3 separate regions of the Zea mays genome follow, and regions 1 and 3 are each linked to region 2. Evidence: chromatin contacts called from public Hi-C data. All regions are on one chromosome and are shown on one strand. Each heading gives the region's core, a stretch centred on a gene start, on an enhancer-like site or on the middle of the called end of the contact. The rest is flanking DNA. Distances are from core to core; before and after follow the strand shown.

What was found. Hi-C and Micro-C count contacts between places; a contact is called where the count stands out from the background.
Region 1: a Hi-C map of leaf shows a contact between it and region 2, with 4 times the contacts expected there. The contact joins the enhancer-like site here to the promoter of LOC100276302 in region 2. A contact is called at or near these places in 2 of 25 Hi-C or Micro-C datasets (ear and leaf).
Region 3: a contact with region 2 is called in a Hi-C map of leaf, with 7 times the contacts expected there. The contact joins the promoter of LOC100282372 here to the promoter of LOC100276302 in region 2. A contact is called at or near these places in 3 of 25 Hi-C or Micro-C datasets (ear, leaf and tassel).

Annotation. Positions count from the first base shown.
Region 1 is chr5:99,769,148-99,774,095 of Zm-B73-REFERENCE-NAM-5.0, forward strand. No RefSeq gene overlaps it. Among protein-coding and RNA genes, the nearest start is that of LOC109939744, 16 kb to the left of the region's middle. Within about 2 kb of position 2,529, at least 17 of the 20 cell types and tissues checked have an H3K27ac peak or open chromatin away from gene starts, as enhancers often do. A contact at or near this core is called in ear and leaf, where this site is marked.
Region 2 is chr5:99,422,721-99,427,357 of Zm-B73-REFERENCE-NAM-5.0, forward strand. LOC100276302 reads left to right here and starts at 1,826. Exons shown (of 5, transcript NM_001150125.3): 1 at 1,826-1,994; 2 at 2,136-2,188; 3 at 2,732-2,920; 4 at 3,016-3,096; 5 at 3,168-3,584. The coding sequence starts at 1,941. The coding sequence ends at 3,333. LOC100275501 reads right to left here and starts at 1,631. Exons shown (of 2, transcript NR_175981.1): 1 at 336-1,631; 2 at 1-233.
Region 3 is chr5:98,997,437-99,002,382 of Zm-B73-REFERENCE-NAM-5.0, forward strand. LOC100282372 (BRASSINOSTEROID INSENSITIVE 1-associated receptor kinase 1) reads right to left here and starts at 3,473. Exons shown (of 4, transcript NM_001155284.1): 1 at 3,200-3,473; 2 at 2,669-2,822; 3 at 1,306-1,568; 4 at 411-1,203. The coding sequence starts at 3,255. The coding sequence ends at 543.

The DNA.
Region 1 (4,948 bases), core at 1,279-3,778, 350 kb after region 2:
ATAGCCTTTACCAATAAATTGTCCAGACTTGGACACAACTAATTTATTGGACTCCAAAACTACCTTGAACCCATCTCTACATAGAAGGGTTCCGCTAACGAGATTCTTGTGTATAGAAGGGACATGATGCACGTTCTTCAGTTGCACGATCTTTCCCGAAGTAAACTTCAGATCCACCGTGCCAGTGCCATGAACAGAAGCATGTGACCCATTCCCCATTAGCACAGAAGAATCCCGGGCGCCCTGATAAGAAGAGAACAAGTTAATGTCAGAACACACTTGAACATTAGCACCAGTATCAAGCCACCAGCTAGGTGATTGAAATACTGAGAAGATGAAAGGTAAATTACCATACCCTTTGTCTTCCTCATTGCTAGCGACCACTGTGTTGACATTGCCCTTTTTGCCATGGCGATCCGCTCGATCAGGACAATCCTTGGCAAAATGACCCGCCTCGCCACATGCGAAACATGTCAATTCAGCCTTGTTCTTCTTCTTCTTGAAGTTGGTAGTTTTGTTGGGCTTGTTAGATTTTGGCTTTCCTTTCCCCTTGTTGTGGTTCCTTTGAACCATGTTGGCGCTGGAGTGTCCCTCGCCTCCTTTAGATCTCGTGTCCTTAGCCCGAGCTTTCTCCTCAACATCCAGAGACGCTATCAGATTTTCAACTGATATCTCCTGTCTCTTATGTTTCAGAGATGTGGCGAAGTTCCTCCATGTAGAAGGCAACTTTGCAATAATGCACCCAGCCACAAATCGGTCAGGAAGGACTATCTTAAGGTGGTCGAGCTCCTTGGCTATACACTGTATTTCATGAGCTTGCTCTACAATAGAGCGATTATCAACCATCTTATAATCATGAAAGCTCTCCATGATATACAGGTCACTGCCAGCATCTGATGCACCATACTTAGTAGTAAGTGCATCTCACAACTCTTTCCCGTCTGTGTACTGAATATTCGCATCAACTAGACGGTCAACAAGGGCGCTAAGAACGACTCCCGTAAAGATAGTATTGGCATGTTCGTACTCTTTCTCCTGTTCACGAGTCAGTGGACCCTCAGGTCTGCCTTTACTAACATGGAAGACATTCATAGCAGTAAGCCAGAGCGTGGCCTTGACTTGCCATCTCTTAAAGTGCATACCAGTAAACTTTTCTGGCTTCAGCGCGTCGGCAAAAGTAGCCATAGAAAAACTAGGAAATTGTCTACAATAAGGTTTTTGGATTGTTGAATAATTAGACAAATTCCAGATTAAATTCCGAATATAAATCATGACCAAATCAGAAGAACTGAAGTAAAAAGCCAAATCAGATGATGCGTACTGATTAGACATACTGATAGATGGCGCGCGCCGGAATCAGCAGGGTCGACGATGTCGAAGCAGCGAAATCAGCAGGGTCGACGAGGCAGAAGATCACGAGCAGTCGCGTGAAGACGCTTCCCAAAAACCTTATTCGCCCTCTCCCGGTGCAGGATCTAGAAGACGAAGGGTTCCGGAGACCTGCTCTCCTGATCGCAGATGCACGTCTGCGGTCGGGATGAAGGGAACTAAAAAGCGGCTCAGCTATGAAGAGAGGCGAAAGCGAAACTGGGATGGATTTGGAGGCTGTCTGCCGGGCTCCTTTTATAGGGCCGAGTCCGTTACCCCCGATCTTATCCGCCCACGAAAATCTCGCGTTCAGTTGAGATTTTATAGCGATCGGTTAGGATAAGCGTAACAGCCAAGTAACCAAAAAAATCAAACGGCAAAAGAAGACGAGGGACCGGATTTCGACGGACCATTCACGCGCATGTCGTGCGCCCTTCGCCCCGGCGAGGCGAGCGAGCGAGCGCGCGCGTGTGGCTCTCCACACTCTCTTCTCTCATCCATGACTTGGTGAGTGAGTATGGCTTCCATATTTAAGCTAGCTCTACTCCACTAGAGCTAGCAATATGGTGCTATTGGTTCCATCTATTCCCCTAGCCATACACTTATATGGTCTTTTGAGTTTTTCCTAAGATTTATTTGAATTTCTTAACTGGGTCTAGCCCATAAATCCTAACAGGCCATTGGCATTCGCTACTTCTGTTTGGGAGCAGAGGAAAGGCAAGAGAAAAGAAAAGGAGCAGCTCGTGTTACCATGCATGCCTGCAAAAGCCAAAGCGAGACGTGAGACGTGTAGTGCTTGGCTTTGCTTGATTCTTCCCTCCGATGCAATCTCTCACCCTATTCGCTCTCAGCCGACGAGGTGGTTCATGGTGTGCTGCAGATTGTGGTAATTCCCAGCCGAAAGGTGCGGTTGCAGGGTTTATATAATCCCGAGTTCAAGGACGGCTATTATGCGGAGTTTATTAGGATCCTAATCACAGATCCGGCGGCCAACAGGGCATCAGGACTTGTTGTAATAGCCCGAGATTCCCGTTTATTCTCCACGGTCACCGCTGAACTCGTGCGGAGGTTGTTACAACAAAGAGATGGAGCTGACCGGATGGCCCCACCAGCCGATGGCTGATTCCCACAACACAGACCATGCACTTCAGGCTGACAAGCGGGGACCAGCAGACAGCCAGCAGCTGGGACGCGTGCGCGCGGCGCGAGGCCAGTGAACGTGGGAGTAAGTGGGCCGGTTTTTAGGCGAAAGTGTCTGGGCCGATGGTGAGCACCCGGCCCAAGGCGCTGGAAAGCTTTTCTCTTTTCTAATTCTTATTTTCTGTTTTTCTTTTTTGTTCAGATTTTCTATTCCAAACTAGATCCAAACAAAAATTTAAATTTCAAACTCACGCATAATGTACCATCAAATAAAATTCAGCATGTAATGCAAAGTCATCTATCTGTACATGTTAGTTATTTTATTTATTTAGGCACAACTTCTCTATGTATAATTCATGAAAGGATAGTTTTACTCAAACTTAATAAATCTTTCTATCACCTCAACTTTAAAAGGTCAATTCTATATTCGAGATACCAAAATTTAATGCTACTCTCATCTATCTTTATGTACTTCCTAATTCACATTCTAGTTTCTAGATCTACTCTTAGCTTTGAATAATCAAAGTAGAATTTAGTATTACTAATTTTAAGAAAATGATCCCAAACCAATAATATCCTTATTAAAAGACATGTTAATCTAAATACTTTGAATACTTTGAAGAACCTTTCCCAGTAATTCAAGACATGATTTTGGGGTGCTACAAAGCGACATCTTTTCAACACTCTATGTGAAAAGCAACTGATCTCTAAATTGGCTAAGGCTCATTCGGAAGCAAGCAGACAATGTTCAAAGCTAGTTTCGAAGATAGAGCAGACACTAGAAGCAGCGAATACAAGTGTTGGGCACCAAATTGAGCTGCGGACGGTCCAGCCCTGAGGCCGGACGGTCCGCGGTCCGGACGGTCCACGCCTGTGCGCCGGACTGTCCGCGCGTGCGCAGAACAGATTAGGGTTTCAAGTTTTGTGCTACGGTTGTTAGCTAGATTCGCCGAATTAGCTCGGAAATTAGTTTGTAAAGGGTCCAGCCCCCCTCCTCTATAAATAGAGAGGTATACGACCGATTTGTAATGATCAATTGAATCAATAATACTTCTATTTCGCATTTATTTCCTGTAAAATTAGAAGTAGTTCTAGTCTAGTTCTAGTTTAGCCTCTCAATCCCCAAATTCCCCGCTTCTCTTCGATTCTACGTTGATTAGAGGAGTCTAGGTCGGTCTTCCCGAGCCTAGACATCACCTAGGATCTCTCCTCCCCGACGGGGTCCCTCCCGAGAGCGAGATCCAGGCGCCTCCGGCGATCTTCCGTCGCCCCTGCGCACGCGCGGACCGCGGACCGTCCAGCCGTCAGGCAGGAAACCCTAGCCTCGCACCAGTCCGCGGACCATCCGGCCCCTAGCCGCGGACCGTCCTCCCTTGTGCAGAGAGCACCGCCGCTGGTTCATATTGAGTGATTGGCGCCCGAAAAAGGTGTCAACATACTTTTTGGCGACTCCGCTGGGGACAACACATCTAGACCCATCAAATCGGCCCTCAATGGCCGGTTCAAGGGATAGTTCTAAAGTCTCCCCCAGCAACATTATAGAGCCGACTTGTGAAACCTTGCCGGCTGACGAACAGCTCCAGTTCGAGGAGCATAAGGAGCAGTTGATTCAGGAGGCGAGGGCGAAGTTCCTAGCCAACTTCAAGGTGGACAGGAACAATAAAGTCGTCCGACAACGGGCGACAGATCCGGCTTCGCTTCGACCCACACCAGATATCCCCAATGTAAGTAATACAAACAAGCTACAATCTCTTAAGAATTATGTAGATGAACTACAAGAACAAATGCAAAATATCATAAGGGGTATGCAAAACGATTATAGGAGACTTGTTGGGGGTATGCTTCGTAGCCGAAGATCCTAAAGAAAGAGAACACCTTCGGCAGATCCTATCAGAAGTAGCGCCGAAGCTATCACCTATAAAGCTTCGGCACAGTGTCAGATCTCAAGACGAAGGGGTGAACCGACTTAAAGATGAAATGACTTAAAAGACCCGCGATGTTTTGTGTCATTATTGTAGTCGATTGTAAGGGGCATAAATGTAATTTTACACAGGCTGCACCCTGTGCCTATAAATAGATGAACAGTACCCCCTGTACTGTTCACGCAATCTTGTAGCTGCTGGCACATTACGTTGAAATTATTGCTTTCTGCCAAGACGAAGGTATAAATGTACCTAAATATTATGTTTTAATATTTGAGTTCATATGATAAAATACGTGAGTAATGTTATCTATTTTTAATATATCTTTGTATAATGTTTCATGTTTTACATTTTATATTTCCTTACAAGTTTGATCACGAAGATGTGACCTTCGTGATATTTTGCTCATGGCCTTCGTCCGAAGCTCATTAAATCCTTAGGGAGATAATGCTTCAGCGGACGAAGGGCATTAATACTTAACATTTTTTGTTGCCTTGTTCTTAATTCATAGCATTTGA
Region 2 (4,637 bases), core at 576-3,075:
ATTGTCGACTGAAGAATTTGGAATAAAAAAACCCGTTCCTGGTGTTCGAGAGCTCATAGATTGTGGTACAAAAAACATGGTGGGAAGTAGACCACCAACGTAATAATCTTCCTGAAGCACAGGAATAAAGTTGGGCTAAAACTTGAGATAATCCTTGCAAGTTAATAAATAAACTTGTAACGATGCCATCACATGAGAAGCTCTTTCTCAGAAGGGAGGCAGCAAGATAGAACCTAGTGAAAGAAATATACCATACCACTAATCAAACATTTAATAACACCTAAGCCAGTAGCCAGCAGCAAAATGCTAGAAAATTAGATTTCAAAACGACTGACCATGGTGATGAAAAACAAGGCTTGCAGCAGGTTCCTGATTGTACTTTCCAGAACAATTGTCAGCTTTCTTTATTTTCGCCTGTCATCTTATATAGCCGTTCCCATTGGTGTTCTCCAGCACAGCTAGAAGCAAAAGCAGCAGCAAGGCCTGGAAAATCCTCCTCGTAAGGATGCACGTATCGGCGCCGAAATTTCTCATCGCCTATAGCGGCGACAGAAAGGAAACTAGCCTCGTCATTGAACAACCCCTTTGCCCTGAGAAAATTGATCAAGCAATTCCGTGGCAACAACCGACGGTCAATACTATAATTTATCAGCGCTGGCCTTCGTGCGATGTATGGTACCTCCAATCCGACAACCCTGATCAAGAATTCCATGTTTCTTCGAACCCTCTCCTCGGTGAAACCCAATATAGTCGGGTCTCTCTTCACCGCTGATACTATATGGTCCTTTGACCATCCAAGCTTCTCAAACAGCTGAATGCTCTTGGTTATCTTCCCGCTGCCAAGGATTGCAAATGTATAAAGCCCACGGAAGAAAGGTTGAGAGCCCGGCTGGATTCTGAACTCATGAAGGCGAGCCAAAGCTTCCTGCAGGCTCTTAGGGTCCCTGGTGAGCACACGGGACATGAAGCTGTTGGAGATATCAGAAACATTTATACCACACTCTTGAAGGAGCTCCAAGTTGGGCTTGCAGACCTCCTCAATCCTTGTGCTGAGGAGAGCGGCGTTAATTCTGAGCGCCCGAATGAGCTCGTCGAGAGAGCCAAAGACCGAGATCCAAAACTCAAGATTGAGGCGAAGCGAGCTATGGCGGAAGTGGTTCATGCCAACGATGAGAAGGCGGACGATCTCCGGACGTGAAAACCCGAGGTCGGTGAGCTCGGCGACGCGAGCGGTGAGGGATCTCTCCACGTCGGAGCAGAGGACTTTGGGGTCCCTGGTCACGACGTCGGTGATCTCGGCGCTGGACAGGCCGAGGTTGGAGAGGAAGGCGACGACCGCGTCGGCTTTCGAGGGATCCTTCAGATGGGAGACATGCTTCGACGCCTTGAGGGCCTGTGCTTGGGTGAGGCCGCATGTGGCGACGAGGTAGTCCTCGACGGCGAATGGTTTTGTAGCGACGCATTTGGTGGCGGAGAGGAGGCGGTGGGGATAGAAGAGCGGGAAGAAGTGGGGGCAAGGGACGTATGGTGATCCAGGTGCCCGGAGGAGAAGGGAGATCATGCGCTTCCGGAGGTTGTTCATGGCGCCTCGGCTGCGGCTGCGCCGGCGTGAGGGTTACCAGTGTTCCGGCGGGTGGAAAAAGTTGGGTTATCCAGCTAGGTCTCCAGTCTCCTCTCTTCCACTGCGTGTCAAAGGCCGAAGGTTGTTCAGTCGAGCCGCATACAGAATAGGCCCAACAGGCCCAAATCCGCGTGTGTTGAGCCGACAAAATTAGCAAAGCCCAACATATACCCAGCTAGGCTTCGGCCCCCTCTCTGCCTCTGTGTGTCCGCAAACGATTAAAACCCTCCCGGTGGCGGCGGCTGGTACAGCCAGCGGAAGGTCCCGGCGCTCTCATCCGGTGAAAATAAAGAGGGGAAACGGACAGGAGCCGCCTCAAATGGACAGCGGAAGCGATTCCGACGGCGCTCCCGAGGAGCTCACTGCTGTGCAGGTGCGTTAGTCCTCTCCCCTCTAGGACCCGACGCTACGCGAGAGTAGATCACGATGGTCATCCTGTTTCTTCTTCATGCCTCATACTCCGTGCTGAGATATGTAGAAAATACTGAGTGATTTGCCTTGTTATTGTCTTTAGGGTGTTGCGAAGCACGAAGAGACCAGTAAAGTCGAGAAAGACAGTGTTCTCAGGTGTGTTTCTTATGCTTACTTTACAGTTGATTACTGGATGGACATTCTGCCGCAAAAATGTGCTACTTTGATCTGTTCTTTTTTCTGTTTGTCTTCGTTCACTATGCTAGATTCCTTATTCCCTGCTGTAACTCACTTATTCGCTCTCTTTGTTGTAGTAGATGCAAGTGCCGTTACAAATTTTCTTTTGGACCATAACCAAATGACTCTGAGATGCTCAATAATCAGTAAAAACTATCTCCTTGTACATGTTTGTTTGTAATGTTTGTGCCCAAAATGTAGGTCTTTTAACTTCTACACTTTCTTTGTTTTAGATGTTTATATAGTTTTGTGTATGACTCGTGGTGTGGTTCTGTGGCCATCCAGTCCAATGGTATATCTGTTATGGATTTGTGGGTTTAACTCTTTTTTTTGTGTAACTCATGGATTACCAATTTGAATCTTGCTTTCTTGAGGCCATCAGTGTGCTATAACTTGTTTGTTATCTGATTTTTGTATCGCACAGATAATAATGCCATATGGCCATGTGGGATGTCTTTGCAGAGTAACACGGGAAGGAAAGGAACGGAGGAAACGTTGGGCCCAACGAAGAACATCCTCTAAACCAGATAAGAAGGCGCCAAAGGAAGTAGAAGATGAAGATACTAAAAAAAGTGAGGAGCATGAGGAGACAAATACTATGCCTGGCATGCTCCCCACTAGTGTAATTGAAATTCTAGCAGCTCGTGAGAAGTATGAGCACGTCTCTTGCTCTACCAAGTTTTGTTAAAATCTTTGTTTTTAGCTTGGACTTCATGGGTTATTTGGTCTTCATCTCACATTATCAGGCAAACCTTCGCATCAGATTCCGAGGAAGAAAATGTAAAGCAGAAGGTCCAGAGGAGAAAGAAGAGAATGAAAACTGATGGGTATGTTTAATGTTCCTGTCATCAAATATAAAGTCCTGAAATTATACTTATGCCAGTTGTTGGTCGGTCAGGCCTGAAACTATTCTGCTGAAAGATGTCCGTTCAACGCAACACGTGAAGAATGCCCTTGATTTCTTGGAGCATAGGAAAAATCGTGTCCCAAGGTCAAATGCAGTTTTGAAGAATGCCAGTAAGGCTTTGCGTCTCCTGTCTTCGAAAGGTAATTTTCTAAGTTAAGCGTGTGGTAGAATAGCACATTTTCTGAATCTGTGCTTAGACCATCCTCTCGACATCAGACATGGTCAAGAGACTTAGGACCAATGTGTTGGAATGGAATCTACCTGGCATGTGAAATGTAATGCAGCATATCCTTTTGTGTGAATGTGATGATTAGCACACATGTTCCTTGTAAGAAATCCAAGGTTTGTAATCATTGAATATATTTGAGTTTGAGTTATCTATTTATATGTTTGAGTTTTGGTTAACTATTCCATAGTTAGTTAAGTTGACAGATCCATTTTTAACTTTTAAACAGTCAAGCGAGGCGACCCCTTAAATTTATTTTAAAATAGAAAAATATTTATATTTAAGAAAACATTTAGGATAAAAATAATAATAAAGAAGAGAAAATGATAAAAGCAAAGAAAAATACTAGACCAGTCAACCTATAAATCAGCCCAACAAGCCCATTAGTTTAAGCCCACTTCCTTTTCCCATCTCTCCGTACTCCCAGCCAACTCCTCCCAGCCGCCTCTCCCACGTCTGCCAGCTGGCTCCCTCTCTCAGGTCCCAGCCGCCTCTCCCAGCTAGGAATGAAAATGGTCGGTAAACACTAAAAATATTACCGTTTTCATATTTATTATCGGAAACAAAATCGAAAACGGTAACTCCGGAAACGGAAACGATATCGGTATTTCGGAAACATCGGAAATGAAAGTTTGGTGTGGAAAATACACCAGTGACGGTCGAAATCTAAAATACGATCGATAAACATATCAAACTTCACAATACAACAAAGTTGACAAAATATCACAAAGACCACAAGTTCACAATTCATGATATAACAAGTTCACAATATAACAAGTTCACAAGTATCACAAATTTATAATATAAAAAGTTTACAAAATTCACAAGTTCACAATATAACAAGTTCATAAATATCTCAAGTTCACAGACTCAAAGTTCACAATTCACAATATCCACTTGATCTAGCTGACATGACATGCTTACTTATGAAATATTTTTTCCTCACATAAAGAGTTTTTCACAACCTCACAGGAAAACCCTAAAACATAGTGTGTGAAAAAAACAGACTGTTGACTCTCTATCATTATATATTACTAATACATAACATGTACATAGAAAATTGTGGATTCGTTCGAGAGACCAAATCGTTAATCCCAACTGCCTTCCAACACCATCTATATTCTATCCCAAAAAAATCTTAAGGCGTCCAAAAAATACAAAAATAAGTAATCCTTATCTAGAGACGTACAGGCGATGCGAAAAATCACATGCTGGAAAATTTCGAGACACAATTC
Region 3 (4,946 bases), core at 2,223-4,722, 420 kb before region 2:
ATCGCAGTGCTCGTGCCTGCAGAAATCAATCTTGCATTTTTAGTGACCATCGTTGCGAAAGAAGCGCTTAATAACAAAAATTCATGTGAAAGTAGTGATAATTATATATATTAAGGGCTAGTTTGAGAACCTCATTTTCATAATAGATTTCTATTTTCCAAAAAAATTAGTTCATTGTCCCTTGAAAAAATAAAAATCTTTTAGAAAAACGAAGTTCCATCATAAAAACCTAAAAAAATACATATTACAGACTTACACACAAATCATTAATGGACTGAAGTAGCTAAAACGCTAACCACAGTGCAGTGAACTGCTTGCTACACGAAGGGATGGAACCAGGCCCAGATTTACATACAGAATTTTACAAGCCATAGAACCATGCCAACACGAAGGAATGACACCACACAAGAGAACCGGGCAAGGAGGCTCCCAGATTAACTTGCTAAATAGCAAGGAATAACCACAAAAATGAACTGATAAACACATTTCCCCCAGGCAAGGAGCTCAGGGCACCTACTGACAGTACACCACCGTGCATCACACTACCTTGCTGAGGGAACCGTCTCACTTGAATCAACAGCCTCCTCTGTCGCATCTGCCTTGGGACTCCTCTCCTCCGTGACGCAGTCCGAGCTATCAGGTCCGGATGAGCCATGGAACGAGATATCAGGCTTGAACAGATCACCATTCTCCAGCCTGGAAAGCCTCTCGGTAGATTCTCCTCTGAGCAGCTCGACGACTTCAGACATTACGGGTCTCTGCTCTGGCTTGTCCTGGGAACAGGCGAGCCCAACGAGCACCATTCGCTTCAGCTCGTCCTCGACGAAGCTACCATTGAGCTTTGGATCGGCAATTTCCTTGAACTTCCTGTCCCGAGCTAGAGGAAGAGCCCACTCAGCTATGGTTCGCTTCGTGGTGGGGTTAAGCTTCTCCACTGGCTTTTTCCCGCTGGCAAGCTCTAGGAGCATGACTCCGAGACTGAAGACATCGCAGCTTTCAGAGGCCTTCCCAAGCATCGCGTACTCTGGTGCGAGATAACCGAGTGTGCCTTTCACCCTTGTGGTGACATGCGTCGCGCCGTCTGGAACTAGCTTGGCGAACCCAAAGTCAGCAACCCGAGCTTGGAAATTCGAATCCAGGAGAACGTTGCTCGCCTTGACATCTCTATGAATGATGTGTGGCGTCGCATGGTGATGCAGATAACTGCAAGTTGAAAGGATTTTAAATGATAAGATTTGCTGAAGTTTGGTAAGCATGAAATGATGCTGTGAGGATAAACATGATTGCTAGTGTTGCGTGGCTTACGCGATCCCTTCTGCGGAATCGACGGCGATCTTCATCCTTCTTTCCCAACTGAGATTGCACTCTGCTGCGTGCTGTCCATGAAGTTGGGCGTGTATGCTCAGGTTTGGCATATAATCATAGACTATCAAGCGTTCCTGGCCTTCAGCACAATATCCGCGCAAGCTTAAAAGGCTCTTGTGCCTCACCCGTGCCAGAATCTCCACCTCGACAGCAAATTCTGTTTCAGCTTTGTTGCTCCAACTCTTGAGCCTCTTCACAGCAACCTGTTTGTGTCATTAAAGAGTTAAGTGGTAAGTTCTACAGGATATGAAATTCCATTCATGGAGTAAAGAGTAAATAGAACATACAGGTCCCTTAAGGGCTTGTTTGGGACCGAGGGTAATGCAGGGGATTGAGGGGGCCAAAATCCTTTACTATTCATAGTAAAGGATTTTGGCCCCCTCAATCCCCTCCATTACACTTGCTCCCAAACAAGCACTAAGAAACTGGTATTGAAACAATAACTCAATGTGTGCAGCAAAAGCATATCAATGAGGCCACAAGGAGCACATAGAAAAGGAAAAGATTTACATTATGGTACACCAATTACATATTGCAAACAACTTATGAAATACAGAAGAACTCAAGAAACTTCAATCTAGGGCGATTGTTTAGATCTAGACTGCCAAATAGTTGCAATAAAAATTCAAATACACAGATTGTTGGTTATAAAAAAGGCAGATTGTTGCAACATAGCATGCCCATATGTCAAGAACCCTACTTTTTATGTAGCCACAATATATATAGGTGATAGCACGAACAACGCAAACTTATAGTAGCATAGGTTCACCATAGGGTAAAAACAATTAGCTGAAGTGGTCCAATTTGCCATGACTCTGCGATTGGCTGATCCTTAACTTGCCTTTTCCCCTCTCAACTGTGTTCACAACTAAAATTTTGCCTGTCTAGTTATATGATCACGTGATTATAGTAGTAACAGATTAACAGTGATCTAATGAGACCGGAAAGTTTGTGGTTGTCATGGCCTCAAGCTAAGGTACAATCTGGATGGCTACAACATCATCTTCAAAGAATACTCAAAGGACAGCTCTGAATACTACCATTTTAGATTTTAAATACTGCTAGAAGCCTAGAACTAGAAACAGCACTCCAAGATGAGGCTGAATCAGTTAAGATACAATCATCAACAACAAGAGGTCCCGTTGATGGCATTGTCCTGCTCTTACCTAAAATACAAAAAAAAAATGCCAGTTGCTTTTGTTCAGAAAAAAAAAAACAAAATTGCAAGTCCCCAGAAGCTAGCACTAGAGCGAAAAAGGTTGAACAAGAAAATTCTTTCGGTTGTTCAGGAGAAAGATTGCACCTGTGACCCATCCCAGAGCTGGCCCCAATAGACACTGCCAAACCCACCCTCGCCGACCTTGTTATCGTAATTGAAATTGTTCGTTGCTGACTGAAGCTCCTTCAGTGAAAAGATCCGCCACGATGCGTCCTTCTTCCTCCTACCTGGTTCATCCCTAAGAACACAACGAACCAACAATGAATCAATCAAATGACTGGCAGCATTTACCACTTGCTAGCAGATTGTATAGTAAGCCAAAAAGGAATGGTACTAATGGAAACCCAACTCCACCCCAAAATGCAGCACATTCCGAACAAACGGCTTTGAAGCTAACTTTATGTCCTCTTCAACCTGACACGATTAATCACATCTCTCATCCTTTCTCATTAACAAAAACAATTGCAAGTTTGCCGCTGAAGACATCACACGAATTACGAATAGACCATTTTTTCCGTTTCTCCCCAAAACCGAGCAACCCAGTCTCATAACCCCAAACCCGCACCTAGACGGCTAGACCTCAATCACAAGACAAAAAAAAAGTCAACCACTCACCCGTCCGAGAGCTTGCAGCAGGAAGCCCACCTCATCGCCCGTCCGAGCGCTTTCATCGCCTCCAGAGCTTCCAGGTCAGATCAGCACGAGCTGGCGCGTCCCTAGCTAGCTCACCGGACACACCTCGCGGCAAGGTGCTCACCCTTCTCTCGAGCTTCGACGCCGGCGGGACAGCAACGGGGAGGATTGGAGGTGGAGTAGAGGTGGGGAGGGAGAGGGCGGGCCGGCGGGGTCTTCTCGTGGGCCTTTTGCGGTGTGTGTGTCGGCTGAGCGCATCACCACTTTCCACTGCCGTACGCAAGGCCACCCGGCCGGGGCGCGGTCCGATCACCCGCGGCTCCCGAAGTCCCGAGCTGTCGTAGGCACATGGCCGCACATGATTGGTTAGTTTTGAACCGGCCATGGTAAGACTTAGGAGAAGTTTGGTTCCACTTTAAGTTTAGTCTCTATTATATATATATATATATATATATATATATATATATATATATATATATATATATATATATATATATATATATATATATATATATATAGTTTAATTAAAAAACTAATTAAATAGGTAAATATTAAAAGATGAGATAAATTTATTAATTCTAATTAAACCTATATTTGATACGCATATTTGATATTCAAACATTTGATAGGACACGACCTAAACTTTAGTTAGTGGGTGTTTGGTGATGTGATGTTTGAATATCATAGCGAAGTGATTATGTAAGTATAGGATATAAAACATAAATACATATGTATTATTGAGTTCTTATATTCACTTGTAATATTGCTCATAAGGTTAATACTCATCCTAAAGAACCAATCAAGTGAAGAGTTCTTTGTTCTCCTCTCTTCTCATCCTAACCTGGTTCTCGTTCTCACTAACACATTTTATAAATCAAGTTTGTGTTGTTTAGAGCTAATTTTGTAGGATCACCTATTCATTCCCCTCTCGATGCTCTCAATTGGTATCAAAGTTGTTCTCTTCATCAAGGGACTAACCCTCGAAGAGATGTATCCTAAAGGCAAGGGGATTATGATTGACAAGAAGGAGAAGGAGACCGTCAACAACAACGAGCCAAAGGGATAAAAGCCCATCGACTCAGACTTAAATAACAAGAAGAAGGACGGGAAGAAAAAGAGGCACATCAAGAAGATAGTCTACTACGACAATGATACCTTTTCATCTTCACCAAAGGAGGATGACGACGATGACTCTTCTTCCAAGAAAAAGATAGTTAACCAAAACTACTCTTTTGATTATTCCCACATTTCGTACAACTCCAATGCTCATCTATTATCTATTCCTCTTAGCAAGCCCCCTCATTTTGATGGGGAAAATTATTCTTTTTGGAGCCATAAAATGTGTAATCATCTATTTTCTCTTCATCCTAGCATTTGGGATGTAGTAGAAAATGGAATGCATTTTGATAGTAGTGATAATGCTATTTTTATTCATTAGAAAAATCATAAAAATTCCTAGGCCACTATTGTGCTTTTAGCATATTTATGCAGGGATGAATATAACAAGGTTAGTGGCTTGGACAATGCCAAGGAGATAGGGGATACCCTCAAAATCGCCCATGAGGGAAACGATGCAAAAATGATCAGTAGCTACGGGAGTACAAGATGGACGGATCATGACGTCGTGCGCCTCATGCTAAGGTCATTTATTATTATTGATCCTCATCTTGTAAATCTTATTCGTGAGAACATTAGATATCCCAAAATGTTGCCCGAAGAAATTCTTGGC